Regions from separate parts of the Zea mays genome. Here region 2 is linked to region 1. Evidence: chromatin contacts called from public ChIA-PET data. All regions are on one chromosome and are shown on one strand. Each heading gives the region's core, a stretch centred on a gene start, on an enhancer-like site or on the middle of the called end of the contact. The rest is flanking DNA. Distances are from core to core; before and after follow the strand shown.

Region 1 (5,567 bases), core at 1,379-3,878:
TGTTCTATGCTCTTTTACCAATTCCGTGCCGAGACAACTAACATTGTATGTGACAAGATGGAGCAGGAGCAAAGACATGCTTGAGGCCTTTATTTATACACAAAAGTTTGATGCTAGGACCAAAGAAATAAGTTGGATCGTCAGCCCACCATGAGAACACTATTTTATTTATACACAGGCGAGCGCAGCTGAAGCAAATAACTGTGGGAGCTCAGCTTGATAAAAATTTGGAGGGTAACTGTTGATAGTTGGTAAAAGTGTTCAAAACTGATTGTAAGTGAAAACAGCAAACTAGAAAAGTAATACAAGCACACAGACACATGCTTGGGAAGGAGGGGATACCTTCTCCAGTGATTTTATTCCTTCTGATAATCTTTGGCTGTTGACAAGAGATAACCCGAGCATGTAATGTGCCTGCCAACAAAATAAGCAAGTTATCATCTTAAGACCAGATTAGGAGTAAATGTGATGTTTTCCTCACCCAGGAAAGAAAAAAAAACTATGCTGAAATGCAGTGCCACCTCAATTTCAACAGTCAATCAAGTACAATTCAAAATGATTAGAGCCAGAGAGTTCAGATGGTTTGAAGTTTGCAAACAAGTAACAAACAGATTCTATGGTGTTTGATTTTATTTGGGCTATATGTTCCTTCCCTTGACTCCATAATATCACATCCCAAGATGTAGCTATAAACATATATTACATGCTCCCTTGAAGAAATCAAAGAATCTTGGAATAAACCCTGTACATGTATGAAGCATATATCTTACTGCATACGTCACCAGGCCATCACTAGATGTTGTGAAATTAACGTCAGTTTCATATTGTGCTAAATCGTACAGTCAAGTTAGCATACAGAATCATAACAGTTTCATTTTGGCGCTAATTCTTAGTTGTCACTTGCATTGTAGTGTGCCGACGAGTGAATGTGAATAGATAATAAAAAATGTGATAACGATGGAAAATTCATGGATCAAATGTCTACCAAGTTTTTACTTCACCTACTTCTTGAAAAGAAGCTGGTTCCCGCAATACCGAATGAAGCATAATTCAGCTAGCATGTGAATATGTGCACAGAGTGCTTTCTCGATAGTTTGGTATATGACCATAGTCAGATGGAAACAAAAATGAGGATAATTAAAGACAAGTCCAGGCACCCACTCACCTTAACAGACTGGCTGTCAAGCTGGATAGCTGTTCTGCAATCTTCCTCAACTCTAGTCCACTCACTGCCATTTAGATAGGAACATAATATGATGCAAACACTAAGATTGTGCACCAAATTGATCAATAATATGAAGCAATATAAAGGGACTAGCAATTTTACACACTTCCGCTTCCTATAGCAAAGTGCTCGGTTGGTCCAATATACTGCAACATTTGGGCAAAGAGTTATGGCCTGTCAACCAAAATAGGCACTGAAGTTAGCAAAGGAGGTTCAAGATATACAGGATCTGAAATGCAGGTGACAAGAGTTTTACTAGCATCTAGTGTTCATTGATTCAGCTATGTTTGTGCATTTACTATAGCTGCCAACATTTTCTTAGAAATGCCAGACAAAAGCAACTACCCAGGTAACTAGAGGTAGTAAGCTATAATCTTAGCTGAGTGGCTAAAACCAATTTGTCCAATGTCATGTTCCTTAACCCAGAATCAATTTTGAATAATTCAGTGGTTTGCAAGAATATGAATGTTAGAAGCCTATGATGTTTGTACACCCTAGCAAAAGATTGGAAAAAATCTCTATCAACTCTCCACTCAATTTTGCACCTTTCCCAGTAAACCCTCTTCACCCCCTTTCCCTGCCTAGCATTAACTGCCTAGAGAACTACAAACACCAGCATGTTAGCATCGCCTAGCCCCCACAATATCTTAAAAGGTAGAAATGCTCTGCGACTTGCACTGTTGCACAGCAACTTTCAACTACATATCAAACATCACTGTTTTACGTTTTAACCTTTAACCAAACAAACCACTCCATATGGCAGTAAGCAATATGTAAAATCAGTAACCAGGCCACCAAACCAGTGCACACAAATAAGGCTACATCAAGAGGTAACCATCTTCAATACAGTATTTCCTTCGACACAGAAGCCAAAAACACGTCACGTCAGACATTCAGAACAGCAGTGCCAAACTGCCAATACCACAGACCACTTCGATCTCGGATAATTCAGCATAGATTCAGAGAAATTGTCAGAGGGACGCACCAAACGCGCTGCCGCGCTGAACAGAACTCTGCACGCCGCAGTCGTAGCTCACTCCACAGCGCATCGATCGAACAGGGTAACGGAAATGACGCGCACGTAACTACTTGGGACAGCAAGCGCGCAACACGCGAAGCAGGCCGATGATCCTGGCCGCCGGGAGCGGGGAGTCAGTCAGGCTTACCCCGGTGTAGGCGTCGATGGCGGCGCTGAGGCGTTCCTTCCTGAAAAAGGCGTTGCCCTCCTGCTTGAGTAGGTCCGCCTGCCGCTGCGACTCGGCCCCGCCGTACGGCGCCGCCGGCGCCATATCCGGCGGCCCGGCTCGCCTCGTGCTTCGGGAAGGATGGGAAGGGGTGCGTGGGGAGGAAGCGGCGGGATTTGCTCGTGTGGAACCGCGGCGTGAGCCTGAGGTGGCTTCTTGTGGTGAGCGGTGGAATAGAATGCAAGCGAAGTCAAGAACAATTGGGGCTACTTTGGGGATTTTACGCTGACGCCCATAGATTTGAGCATGCAGGGGCTTCGCTGCAAATGCTGCAAATACGGGTACTTGCTTAGATATGAGTAATGACAAAAGCAACTCCAGTAGTTCAGGTAGTCAACATAAAAATTCAACAGTTCTTTAAATTAACTTTCTAAATTTATCAACTTTTTATCTAACTCCATTTCCTCTCTATATTTGATAACCATTTAGTAACTCCTTAAATAAAAAATTTTGACTGCATTATGTAGATAATGAAGTTAATTGTTAACATTTGTGACCTATTTTTTTTATAGATACAAAACTGCAATCTATATCTAGAGAACTATTGGATAAGTCACATTTTTACTCCTAAAGTTATTTAGCAACATCTTAATCCTAAAGTTATTTAGAACCATCTTAAATTTGTGATTTAGAGAACTAAAATCTACATAACTATTGAAGTTGTTGGCCAGCCGTAATACTATAATAGTGTACAGTCAACTCTCTACAAGGAATCTATATCAGTATCTATCTTATGTGGGAATAAATTAAATAAAGAAAGAAAGTGTTGCTATCTTTGAATTTGGAGTGGGACTATACGTTGAAACTTAGGTGGTATATAGGGTGTATTAAGCACTCAAAATAGCTATAGATATATAATGTACACCATTGCAAATATTTACTATGATCTAGTATATATATGACATGAATGTTGCCGATGGTGTGTTGTCTATATTATTGTGGCTGCCCTAATAGATATGAGTATAAAGTAACGGTTGAAGGTCTCTTCGTCTCTTAGTCATTATTGCATTAGATTTTTATGTTTATTTTACTTGTAACGTTTGTAAACAACTATCGACTTGTAACTCAACATTTAAACAAAAATCAATAATAGTAACAACTCAAAGAATGAAGTCCAAGACTCCATTTGACCTCTGAATAGCAACATGTCATTTGGACTGCTTTGTCGCTATGCCATCATTTATTGAATAATTAAGCTATTAAATAATCTGAAATAAAAATAATAAGAAAGCATGAGTACTTTATGTATATCACTAGGTGAGTATCCGTGCGTTGTAACGGGAGCATATAATATCATGATAACTTATATACAAAATGTGTCTTATATTGTTATAAGAAAAATGTTTCATAATCTATTTGTGATCCTAGCCATACATAAATTTTGTTATTTTAATTTAGTTGTTTCACTACTACATTGCAACCATCAGTGTCATGCAGACTTCGATATATGTCACGATTTGCATAGTCTCATCATTGGAGAGCACGTGTCACACTTGCCGGTAGAAGTTCCACCGTACATCGTTAGTCATCAGGCACGCACCACCATACACGCTTGTTTAAACAAAAAAGGCAAGTGTGTGTTTACGAAGAGAATTAAAGGCAAGTCGGCACAAAAGCTACCCTGATGATGACGAGTGGTCATTGTTGTCGGTCATCCTCTGCGTCACCTCCGACGCCGAGATGACGCCATAATCCTTGATATAAAAGTCGTCGAACGCGCGCGACATTGTGGGTACCGATGACTCTTGGTTGGGCTGCCAAATGAAGTGCACCCCGGGCTCATCAGCGAGGTAGTACACCTGGTCGTTGCACCACCGGATGTGTTACTCTTGTACATACATCTTGTTCGAGGGCACTCACACAACAGCAGCAATGACCGTCATCCCAGCGCACAAGAATTCATGGTCGGTCAGTAGCGACTTACGTGGCAGGTTGGGCTTCAGGTGGATGATGAGCTGGACGGCGTGATGGCGTCGTCGTCGGTTGTGGTGCCCAGAATAACCCGAGAGTCGTCGGCATTGCCAATGACATGAGGTCCCCCTGTTTGACGATGGACAGCGCGGTGCAGCCGCTCTAGACCGTGTCCAAGCGGTGGCTGCACCGGAGCTTGCCGTACACAGCGGCGCATGCGACCACGTAGGACTGCTTCCAGAGGTCGAACTAACAGTCGCCAAGCTTCTTCTCATCGTCGATGAGCGACGCCAACGCGAGCGCCTCGTGCTAGTGGTGTTTGTTCGGGTTTTCCAAGTAAGAAACATGGATTCATCTTTGACATTGGTTTATAAAAATGACTCATAAGTCAGATCCATGGAAAAATATTATGGAGAATTGTCGGCGTTTCGAGACCGGGGGGTCCCTAAGCCGACGAGTGAATGTCGCCGCGTGCCCCAGCCCAGATGGGTCGACGCGAGGCCGAGCGCGAAGGGGGGAAGTGAGGTGGCCGGAGATGGGCGTGAGAGAGGTGGAAATCCCGCGGCCTTCGTGTTCGTCCCACGCCCAGGTCGGGTGCGCTTGCAGTAGGGGGTTACAAGCGTCCACGCGGGAGAGGGAGCGAGCGGCCTCACGCGAGCGCCTGTCTCATCCTCGTACCCGCACGGCCAACCCCCTCTAAGAGGGCCCTGGTCCTTCCTTTTATAGGCGTAAGGAGAGGATCCAGGTGTACAATGGGGGGTGTAGCAGAGTGCTACGTGTCTAGCGGAGGAGAGCTAGTGCCCTAAGTACATGCCGTTGTGGCAGCCGGAGAGATTTTGGCACCCAGCTGGTGTGATGTCGTGGCCGTCGGAGGAGTGCTGGAGCCTGGCGGAGGGACAGCTGTCGGAGCTGTTGAATCCTTGCTGACGTCCCCTTGCTTCCGTAAGGGGGCTGAGAGCCGCCGTCGTCACAGAGTATGCGGGGCGCCATCATTGCCTATCTGGCGGAGCGAGCCAGATGGAACGCCGGTCTTGTTCCCCGTGGCCTGAGTCAGCTCGGGGTAGGGTGATGATGGCGCCTCCTGTTGACGTGGCTGGTCTGCGCCCTAGGTTGGGTGATGTGGAAGCTCCTCCGAAGCCGAGGTCGAGTCCGTCTTCCGTGGCCGAGGTCGAGTCCGAGCCCCTGGT
Region 2 (5,567 bases), core at 1,732-4,231, 130 kb before region 1:
AGCCAGTATGGACGACGCATAAATGAACAGAAACCATTGGTGCACTTATATTAGTTGTATTCACCAATAACCTTCACAAGAGCACTTTCCATCCTCAAACTTGTGCAAACAATTTGAATCCTTGATTAGTATCTGCCGCTCGTATTTTTCTGAAACTAGCTTGGCAAAGATGTGACAATGGCTACACATCCTTAAGGTCTTTATTATCCGTATGCTTCTGAAAGGAGGGGAATTTGAAATTGCAAAAGCAATTGCTAGCTTCTCACAATGTATTCCTGATAATTCTTCTTTCTCTTCTTCAGCGTTAGTCTCATTAGAGATGTTCAGCAATGACATTCGGATCTGAATCATAATCAGCTTCAATTCAGCAACTGTACTCTCTAATGCTAAATTATCACCGGTTGAGAACAAATAGACATTGTTCTTGATTTCAACCGAACAACTATCAACATCTTCCAACTCTCTTCCTCCGTTGTATACCGTCATGAGTGGCACATCAACAGACTTTCCAGTTAGACCCCAGTAATTAAAAACCAGTCTTTGGATTCTAGGGTCACTCGGATCAAGCGATGACAACTCTCTTGCTGTCAGGTTTGCGAGCCTTGCATTTCCATGAATAGTTGCAGCAGTAAGCAATGCCTCCCAGACTGCTAAATTGGGTATGAGTGGCATATTACCAATAAACTCGTACGCTTCTTGTAGACTCCCTGAGCGGCCAAGGAGATCAACTATAGCTGTGTAATGATCTAAATCTGGAATAATGTTGTAATCGTGGGTCATATTGTGAAATATTCGTTTCGCCTCAGATACCTTTCCCTGGAGGCCATAGGCCTTGATTACGGCAGTCAAAGTTGTATGATCTGGCCGCACGCCTTCTTGTTTCATCTCACAAAAGCGATCCAGTGCTTCACTTGGAGAACCATGCAGCAAGTGTGCAAGAATTATACAATTCCAAGAAATAATGTTCCTTGATGAGTGCCTATCAAAAACAGCACAAGCACCAGCAAGGTCACCAGATTTTGAATAGGCATTGATGAGTGCATTTGCTATTTTGCCATCCATTTCTAAATTGTTGTGATAAATGCAGGCGTGGATCTCCCGTACTTTCCAAAATCCAGCTAGGTTCGCAAAAGCTGGAATGATACTTAATATTGTAATGAAGTCTGGTCTCACCAAGAGTGATTGCATCTGCCAGAATATTCTCAGGGCTCTATCAGAATGACCATTATGCACCGAACCAGCAATGAGTGCATTCCATGAAGCTGTGTCCCTTTTTACTCCACAGCTTTCCATCATCTGAAATAGTTCAAAAGCTCTCTCATCATCCCCATTTCTTATGTATCCCGAGATCATTATATTCCACGTGATCACATTGCGCCGAACACCAAGGCTCTCCATCTCACAGAAAAGCTCATATGCTTTGCCGCAATAGCCCGCCTGTGCATACCCTGCAACCATCGAGTTCCAGGAGAAGATATCCTTCTCGGGTATTTCATCAAATACTCTCTTAGCTGCAATGATTTCTCCACATTTTGCATACATGTCAACCAAGGAGTTCCCCGAGAGCACATTGTTCACACTCCCAACCTTAATTGCGTGGCAATGGAGCTCCATGCCCTGACTCAGCAACCGCAAACTAGCACAAGCTGAGATGGCACTCGCAATTGTCATGCCGTTTGGTTCGACTCCAGCAAGGCGCATGCGCGCGAAACACCAAAGTGCTTCGCCACCCCTATCACCGTGGACAAAACCAGACACAAGGCTAGTCCAGGTGACGACGTCCGGAGCAACACCGGACTCCTCCATCTGCTCCAGCATCTCCATGGCCACATCAAGTTCCCCAGACCTCGCGTAGCTCGAAACCAGCGTGTTCCATGTGACAAGCCCAGGCTCTGTACCTTGGCGCCTCATATCGTCGAGCAGCCTCCGTGCCTCTTCCCATTCGTTGGAGCGGCAGCACCCGAAGATCATCGAGTTCCACGTGCACAGGTCCCGCTGCCCCATCATGTCGAACGCGGCGCGCGCACGGCCCAACTCTCCGCACTTGACGTACATGGCCAGCACCGAGTTCCCCACGGGCACGTCCCTCGCTCCCTCCGCCATGAAACCTCTCCGGATCGCCAGGGAATGCATCGCCGTCCCGAGCTCCAGGTCCTCTGTGTACGCACAGGCCTGTAGAATCCGGGTGATCAGGAACCTGTCCGGGATGACCCCTTCCCTGACCATGGCCACCGCGAGCGCGACGACCTCCTCGTACAGGCCCCTGATGGCGTAGGCACCGATCATGGCCGACCAGGCGAGCAGGTCCCTGCACGCCATTCCTTCGAACACCTTGCGAGCGTCCCCTAGGCGCCCAGCGCAGGAGTGCACCGTGATGAGCTTCGTCTCGGAAACAATCAGGCGCTCACTGCCAGTGCTGCCGGAGGAAGGGGAAGGGCCAGGCGGCAGCGGCGGCGGCAGCGGGTGAGTTGTTGTTGGTCTCTGGGCGGGGGGGCACGGACGGGTACTTGGGCGTGGGGTATGGGAGCTGCTGCTTCTTCTAGTTGCTTCTTGGAAGGGGAGCGCGAGGGGAGGAGCCTGCGCGAAAGCAGCCGTGATGGGCTCTTGGAGGCGGCCATGGCAGGGTCTGGAAAGAGGCAGTTGGTGGGGTCTAGGGAGGAAAGAGGGAAAGGGAGCCGGGAGGAGCTCCATGGGAATGGGAGGGAAGAAGATGTTGGGATAGGGGTATCAGCCAACCCGACGAGAGGCACAGACATGGGGCGAGGCGGGGGCCGCCGCCGGAGCTCTCGTTCCCCTCCCTTCGCACGGGCGGAACACGGAGGCGCTGCTTGCCCTCGCGCCGTCCGTCGCGCGCGCAGAAGACACGCTTGCCTCGCAAACAGCTGCAGGCCGGTAGGAGTGGGGAGATAGAGTTGGGCTTCGTTCCGACGAACAAGTGTGGCTAAAGTGAGATAGAGGCGACCGGATAAGAAGTCAACAACGATGCAATGCGCCGCAGGGGTAGGGATGGCAATTTTACTCACCGGTTCGGGTATCCACGGATATCCGACCCGCCGATTTCAGATTCGGATACAAAATTTAACTCGCGGGTCTTACCCATACCCAACCCGTGATAAAATCGGGTCGGGTACGGGTTTAATATTTTACCCGCAGGTACCGGCGGATATCTGAAATTTTCAGTTTCCATTTTTTCAGCCCACCTGAAATCGGCCGGCCCAGCCCAATATCCTTTATTCAATCACCCAGGAACCCTAGTTTCTCTCTCACGGTCTCACCTCAGGCAGTCACGCATAGCCGCCAGAAAGCAGAAACTGCTCCAGCGCTCCTGCTCCTCGCCGGCGTCGACCCTGCCGCGGTGCCGCACTGTCGCCTGCGTGGTTGGCTGGCTGCGTCCCTGCTCGGCTGCCCAGCTACCTGGCCGCCACCCGCCATCGCCACTCCGCCAGCGAGGAGCGAGATCCAGGCGAGGTGACCAGGCGAGGCGAGGTGACCAGGCGAGTGCGGGCGTCCCTGCTGCCCATGCTGGCGTCCCTGCGTCCAGGCGAAGCGACCAGGCGAGTGCGGGCGTCCTTGCGTCCGGCGTCCCTGCTGTCCGTGCGTGCCGTTTGCTGTCTGCGCACTGGGAGCCGCTACCAATTGTTGCAGAGGCTTCACGGCGGACTGACTCCAATTGTTGCAGAGGCTTCACGGCGGACTGACTCAAATCATGTGTTGTTGTCCAAGTTGTTGTCCAAACTCCAAAGAAACTCCAAAGAAAATCATGTGTTGCTGTCCAGGCTTGCTTCTGTAACAATAATCAGATTTATTATGTCTTGTTTTTTTCTACCTTGTATATTGTCAACCATGTGTTTAATTTATGTGGAGTGTAATTATACCCGCGGGTATCCGATACCCGCCTGATACCCGATGGGTACGGGCACGGGTACAAAATCCTATCCGCGGGTATAGTCGCGGGCGGGTATGAGTAATACCCGCGGGTATTGTCACGAGCGGATATTTACCATACCCGATCCGAACCCGACCCATTGCCATCCCTACGCACGGGGATAAAAACAGGCAGAAAAAATCGCCAAGAAAAATATTCTCTGCCTCCAAATTATCCTAATTTTCTTTAAAAATCAATAATTTTTTTTCTTAGGATGTACCAGTATGCGGAGTGTCGAACTGTCGATGGGTCGGCTGAGCAGGGCTTTTTTATCGTGAAGTCTTACTAGACGATTATTAAAAAATGGCAGTGTTTTGCAGAGCTCCCACAATTTTGCACCTAGCAAGAATAATTTCTACTGAGTCAAACGATAAAAATTTGAACTGCTTACCGTAGCGGAATGAATCTAGTCTCTGCTTTGTACTAGAAAGTAGGAGCAAAAAACATGTTTCTCACCATTCCCAACCTACTCCTCACTCTTTAACCTCTCGAGAATCACTTCACAGTCTTTAACCTCTTTGGCTTTAATGGCCTCGTTGTCGTCCCCCGTAAGAGGACGAGGGCGAGGACCTCTTCGGAATGGCGCATGCATTGAGGTGGCCATCACCGCTGATACGCCGTCCTGGAGGATTCCGCAAGGACAGTGGCCGCGAGCTTCCAGCGCAACTCCGCTGGCGTCTGATAGTTTATACCTGCAGAGTAGAGATGGAACTAGAATTCCGCTTGAAAGCGGATGTAATACTTTTGCTTTTTGTAAGGTACTTTTGAGTACTATTTATCAAGCAGTGTTAGCACTTATCAGTGTACCGCATGTTCCTGTTGTGTGTGATGTTGTTGGCTCCTCCCTGGTACCTGGCCCCCCGTTTGGGATGCAGGCTTGATGTGTCGAGGTTGGATACCAGCGTATCTGAAAGGGTTGTCAACAACTCCCGGGCGGCAGCCACGGCCGGGATCTAGATCTGTACACAACTTCAGCTAGGGAGCGTTAGTAGTACACCCATAGGGTCCCCTGTCTGATATTAGCTATCCTTTGATACATGCTCGGGACTCGCAGGGTTTAGTCCGGATGGCCAAGTTGCGTGTCCGAACCCCCTTGGGTCGCGGCTCTAGATACTAGGACTCCCATCGCAGGGTGGTGGAGTGTGTAGGCTTACGGTACGGGACCAGGCTAAGCGGCTACACGGCTCCGGACCACCCTAGGAGACAAGTGCCCATTTTCCTGAGCCGGACCCCAGGTTGTCGGACCCACAGAACTATAGCTCCAAATACTAAGCCACCCGTCACAGAATGGTGGGCTATGCAGGCTTACGGTACGGGACCAGGCTAAGCGGCTACACTGCTCCGGACCACTCCATTGAACGGGTTCCCATTCTTTGGAACCGGCCCCCAGGCTGTCGGACCTCCCAGCTTTCGTAAAGGAGGTCCTAAACTGCAAGTCTGGCTGCTCAATTCGGATGTCGTCATGTCACGACAGATGGGAACCGTGCGGGTGGGTTAGATAAAAGATATTATCTGAAAATTGTAGGCCAAATCCATGGAGTATGAACATAAAGTTGTCATAGAAACGTGTCCGAGGGGGTGAATTTCCTCTTTATAACTTGATATGCATGGGTGTAAACCAACAGGCCGGGTTTATGTGGGC

What was found. ChIA-PET counts read pairs in DNA pulled down with a chosen protein or histone mark.
Region 2: an RNA polymerase II ChIA-PET map of seedling shows a contact between it and region 1, with 5 times the contacts expected there. The contact joins the promoter of LOC103628968 here to the promoter of LOC100273449 in region 1. A contact is called at or near these places in 1 of 25 Hi-C or Micro-C datasets (leaf) and 1 of 3 datasets of contacts at active chromatin or transcription factors (seedling).

Annotation. Positions count from the first base shown.
Region 1 is chr6:8,936,321-8,941,887 of Zm-B73-REFERENCE-NAM-5.0, reverse strand. LOC100273449 reads right to left here and starts at 2,628. Exons shown (of 8, transcript NM_001147886.1): 1 at 2,392-2,628; 2 at 1,332-1,399; 3 at 1,166-1,229; 4 at 343-414. The coding sequence starts at 2,514.
Region 2 is chr6:9,066,877-9,072,443 of Zm-B73-REFERENCE-NAM-5.0, reverse strand. LOC103628968 (pentatricopeptide repeat-containing protein At1g19720) reads right to left here and starts at 2,981. Exons shown (of 4, transcript XM_008650164.4): 1 at 1-2,981. The coding sequence starts at 2,691. The coding sequence ends at 61.